Regions from separate parts of the Rattus norvegicus genome. Here region 1 is linked to region 2. The links are chromatin contacts, called in public Hi-C maps. All regions are on one chromosome and are shown on one strand. The core of a region is the stretch at or near the end of the contact, and the rest is flanking DNA. Distances in the headings are between cores, read along the strand shown. Region 1 holds the start of Cyp7a1 (cytochrome P450 family 7 subfamily A member 1). Region 2 has its middle 30 kb from the start of Ubxn2b.

Region 1 (2,700 bases), core at 181-2,680, 53 kb after region 2:
TTGTTCTTGGTGTAAAAATGAAACTATCACCTAATGATTAGACTTGCTCTAAGAATCATTTCCCCCAAAGAATGCCTAAAATGTTCCATTTGCTTGTTTTTTTTGTTTTGTTTTGTTTTTTAACAGATGTGAAACATCAAATAACAGAAAGGGCTACAGCACTAAAGTTTTTTTTTTTCTTTTTCTTTTTTTCAGAGCTGGGGACCGAACCCAGGGCCTTGCGCTTGCTAGGCAAGTGCTCTACCACTGAGCTAAATCCCCAGCCCCAGCACTAAAGTTTTAACAACCTACATAATTTAAAATATTGGCATTCTGAGGGCTGGAGGTGTTACTGAAGAGCGGAGCTTGTGCCAGGATGAAAAAACCCTCCATTTGATTCTCAACTCTGAAAAAAAGAATGTTAGTATTCTGCAATGATATTTGGAAAGAACAGGAATCTCATTTGAAAAATTAGATAATTATAAAATGAAACTGGGTCAGGTAAACATTGACAGACAATGAACTATAATCCACTACTCTTTTTCTCTCTCTTAAATGTTTTATTAAAATTATGAGCTTATTTATCTCCCGACATAAATGATTTTATTTCTTGTAAGAACAATTAAGTATAATTGATATTTCCTTTCCTAGCATGAAAATCAACAGTTTAATTAAAACTGAAAACTTTCAGGTTTGAATTAAAATAGCCAAAGGGGCAAAGAAATTTCTTTAAAGTAAGACAACGCACAGTAGTCTACCTCTCTGAAGATAATGCCAGGGGCATTCTCCTATTTTGATGTTGACATCACAGAAAATATCTTAATATCCTGTCCCTAAATGTTCTTTGAACTATTCAAATGGCTGTCATGTGCAGGCGCCAAGGTTTCACAGCCACACAGCTGATTACCACTGGAAGGAAACGTTAGAGGCAGACAGACTCACACTTGGTGCTCTCACCAGGCTTAGACTGAGTCTGAGGAAAATTCAAATGAATGTGTGTTTGCTGAGGCAGTGCGTCTATTCAGTTCATGTCACAGAAAGATCCCTCCCAAATACTACTCTTCTTAGCTTAGGTTTGTTCCGCCCATGCAGACACAAACTTACATCGATGACTTGTGATTTCTTTAGTTATATTTCACAAGATCTGCATTACCAGTGGCATATGTGAATGTTCCAAGGGGGACTCTCTACATCTTACTAGATTTAGTCAAAGAAGTACGTCTTTAAATTTTAAATTTAAAAATATTAATGCATTAGTATTTTTTGCACTACATAATAGTGAAGGCAATGAATACTAGAAATAAGCTAAAAGATAAATTTTTAAAAATCTTTCCATACCTTCTCCTTATTCCAACAATAAACCATATGCAACAGCTCACCAACACGGCAATTCCCCAAATCAAAGAAATAGTCATCATTTTGCAAAAGCAGGAAAATTTCCAAAGGGGAGACTCTTTGCCTAGCAAAGCAAGGCTGTCCCGAAACAGTGGGTCTGACTAGACTTTATATGTGCACAGGACCATGATCCAATAACTTGAACTTGAGTGACCAAAGCAAACACTATTTGTCCTCCTACTAGAAAAAAGAAGAAAAAAATAGCATTACCCGGCCTTGAACTAAGTCCATAGTCTCAGAAGAGGCTCCAGAACAAACAGAGAGCTGCAATACTCGATAAGCTGAAGGTCTGTCCCTCATGTGCTGACATAACATCCAAAGCCGGGACAGCAGCTAATGCTGTGCTCTGTGTGTAGAAAAAGAAGTAAACAGATGAGCACATCTGTCAAAGGTGTGGAGCACGACGCAAAGCAAAACAGGCAGAAGCTTCCCATCACAACACTGGCTGCCCATAATGTTACCCTTCGGGGAAAATTATTTAAATGAACCTCCAGAAGTATCCCGAAACCAATCCTAAGGGACGCGAACTGTATGGAACTATTCTCCTGCTTGACTGCTCGGTGTGTTTACAAAGCCACAGGTATTTCATGTGGTATATGACAGGTTACCTATCTACCATCATCGAAATAGAAAACCTCCCAGGACTCATCTACCAGGAAGCCACAGCTTGAGAATTCACTCCTTACCAATTGTTATTGGTAATTAAGATGTATTTTATTTCAAATAAAGACTACAACACTTCTTGTCCGAAAAGTAAATATGAATTCATAATTTACCTCCTATACTACTCATAGACTGGCATACATCCTTCCCAACTTTATTTAACATAATCTTTCATTCTGTGCTGGAAGTTGAACCCATGGCCCAACTCCTCCTAGGTAAGCCCTCTACCTCTGTGATATACCCCAGATCCCTGTTTAACATAAATATTAATTGAGCGTTTTTATGTCCCAGGAACTCTTTGAAGATATTCTTGTTTCAGGTATTAACAAGATATGGAGTTTCTCTACTGAAGATTATATTTTAATGGGGAGACAGGTGGCAAATATGTGTTGTGTATCCATAAAATGAGGTGTCCAGAGCTACTGGGGGATGAAGAGGGCTTTAAATATGTTGATAGGAAAAGCTTTTCTGAAAAGATGGTCTTGAGATGGAATAGCCAAGAAAACACATTTCCAGGAGACCGGAAAGCAAAAGTGAAGTTCCTGAGCAAAGGATGAGCCTGATGTGCGAAAATATAGAATGAATGAATTAGAGCAGAGTGAATAGGGGAGGAGTTGGGTTAAAACAAGAGTCAAGAAGATAAGCAAACACTGGCTCATGGAG
Region 2 (2,700 bases), core at 51-2,550:
AACTGTAGTAAATTGAGCATGCACTAAAATATATTTAATAATCTTTTCAATTAGAAAGCTACAGAAAATCCAATGATAATAGAGACTTAATCATGTGCCACTCAGATGTCTTACATATTCCAGCTTAGGGAGATGTTGACTTTGGCCCGGCCCTAAGTTGGCTGCACCTATAAAGACTTCTCACTTTCATTATACATTGTTCTTGTTCTCTGACTTAACTCCATTGTGCAATCTTCGACGCAAGCAGAGGCGGCAGAAGTGACCTGAAGTTACGGATTTCCAAATGACCTTTTCAAGCAGATAAAGTCTGCAAACATGCATGTGTTTCAGTGTTCTTGGAATTATTTTGAGAAGGATGATGTGGTGAAAGTCTACGTTTGGATATCCCAACACAATTATACATATAAACTCAGCTGATTTCATTTTTACTTATAAACGTGCATTTTAATTATTTTTGTCAGAAATGAGCACCAAAGCTCCTAATGGCAGGAAACATTCTCTGTACAGAACGTGAAATAAATCCCTTTTAACACAGCTGTATCCCTTCACAGGCATCTGGATCTCTTTCTGTTTTTTATTTAATCTGCTTTTGTCGGCTTACTGATGCAATTCCAGGTTGTAGCCATTCCTCGATGATGCTTGCTGTGCGATGACTTTAACTTGCACTCGGTTGCAAAGGCCGCTAGACAAGTCACAGATTATTTTCCACTGCTCCTAAAGTGGTAGTTTTTTTTTTTTTTAAATAAAGAGGACCCATCTTAATCCATTAGTGAAAATAATGAGATGTTTACACTTCTAGAACTCCATGCCTTTTTATTTCATACATGCAAATAAGTCTCAATTTCACTTTTACAAATGATTATGGAAAGCAAGATTTTTCTTAGCCAATGACATTTTAAATCCATGGAAAAGCATGGTTACTCATTCTTTATATTACAAATACTAGTTGATGCCAGCCCTCACTCTGTCCATGTCCAAATACTCGGGAGTTCTGCTTTGATTTGATCATATACCGTGACATCTCCAACTTAGAAACGTTCACTTCCACTCATTGTCCTGCTATTTAAAGCATTTTGGGTGCCCTGTTGTCATTGTTTTCAGAACTGGGAATTAAACTGGGTCTGTGCTCTGTGACTGACCGGTCTGTACCACAAGCCCTTCATAGACGTCTACATGTGGCTTCCCTGGACTTTTGGATTCCTGCGAACTTTGCTTGGAACAGTAAGTTCTTGGTTCTAAACAGTGTAGGGAGAGGAGCCAGGTGTGGTCAGAGCTGTGCCAACAACAGGGACAAAGCAGGGCATAGTTGGTTCTGATAAGCTCTCCCTGAGGCTTACAGACCTGTATTACAAACATGCCCTCTGTCAAGAACGTTTCTCATGTAAAATTAGACTCACACTGGAGCCAGTTCAGTTGCCAAAGACGTGTTAATTGGATGAATCTCTAGACCTTATTAAGTATATTCTGAATAGCTCAATTATGCAAATCAGCTCATGCTAAAAGCACAAAGGACATGGGATTTTTAAGTGAGATGTCTACAAATAATAGTAACTTAAAATCCTTTTTCCATGCATTATTTCATGCAGCCATTCTGAGGTCACTGAAAGGTGAGAGGAACAACAAAGATTTTCCTGGGAGACATGCTAACTGACTTACTTCAGGATCACTAAGTGGGGGTGTCAGCAGTCCGTTCATCCTGGGTGTGAATTGTCTTGCATTGCTCTACCCTTTGGGGTAATTGGAGATGGAGTGCTGAGTTATCCCACACACAAGGCTCACAGCTGTCACCTAAGGCAGAAGACAAAGGTGTGTGCATCTTACTGCAGGTTTTATTGTTACAGTTGCCTGTAAATACAAAGACCCAATCCCCATGGAAAGCTTTTTGCTTAGCTCCCTTGAGTAATGGGCAACTGTAATTGAATGAATAGTCATAGCAGAAGCAGGAAGTCCAGCAAGGCCTGAGGGTTCAGGGGGCCTCTCCCTGCATAATTCAGGGCCTCTGGTATCAGAGCTTAAAGGAGAAAGAACAGACTGCTGTTTTCATTCTGGAGAAGACTTCAAGTCTTACCGTTTTGGAGAAGAGGACTTCCGGCTTTAATGAGTCACATCTGGAGGACTTGTGAGTCAGTAGCCAGAGAGTTAGCTTGAGGACACTTCTTGGACCTTACAGTTCCCTTTGAAGTTCTTTGTATACCAAAGTGCCATGCTTTATGTTCAGAGCCCCCATCTTTTGTATGCATATGTACATGCATGTATGTGAGTATAACCTAGTCCAGGCTTGAGCTCACTGTGTGGCTGAAGTTGCAAAGCTTTTATTTTCTAGGCTATATTCTGTTTGAGCAAATACAGTAACTGCTCACTCAATTCACTATAATTTGGTTCTCTCAAATCTCCAAAACTCACCTACCTAAAGCTGGACAAGGTCTCTTGTGCCTGATCTTGCAACTTCTCTCCTGAAATTGGAGGGCTAAGATGGAGAACTTCTGAAGCTCATAGGACAGCTAGCCTGGACTATATAGCTATGAACAACAAAGGGATCCCATCTCAAGCAAGATGAGACCAGTATTGAGCTTGTCCTCAGATCTCCATAGTCAAGCATGCCAGCACACGGACATTTCTTAAAAGTTCATTAACTACATTTCACCTCTTTCAAAAAAATGACATGTGACAATAGGCACAAAAACCCCTGCATTTCTACTG

The links. A called contact is a pair of places that touch in the nucleus more often than the background predicts.
Region 1: a contact with region 2 is called in a Hi-C map of liver, with 7 times the contacts expected there. The contact joins the promoter of Cyp7a1 here to the enhancer-like site in region 2. A contact is called at or near these places in 10 of 12 Hi-C or Micro-C datasets (the A7r5 cell line, Schwann cells, frontal cortex and 5 more).

The regions. Positions count from the first base shown.
Region 1 is chr5:24,182,772-24,185,471 of GRCr8, forward strand. It overlaps Cyp7a1 (cytochrome P450 family 7 subfamily A member 1), which reads right to left and starts at 1,431. Exons shown (of 6, transcript NM_012942.2): 1 at 1,318-1,431. The coding sequence starts at 1,397.
Region 2 is chr5:24,130,176-24,132,875 of GRCr8, forward strand. No RefSeq gene overlaps it. Among named protein-coding and RNA genes, the nearest start is that of Ubxn2b, 30 kb to the left of the region's middle. Within about 2 kb of position 1,301, at least 6 of the 93 cell types and tissues checked have an H3K27ac peak or open chromatin away from gene starts, as enhancers often do. A contact at or near this core is called in liver, where this site is marked.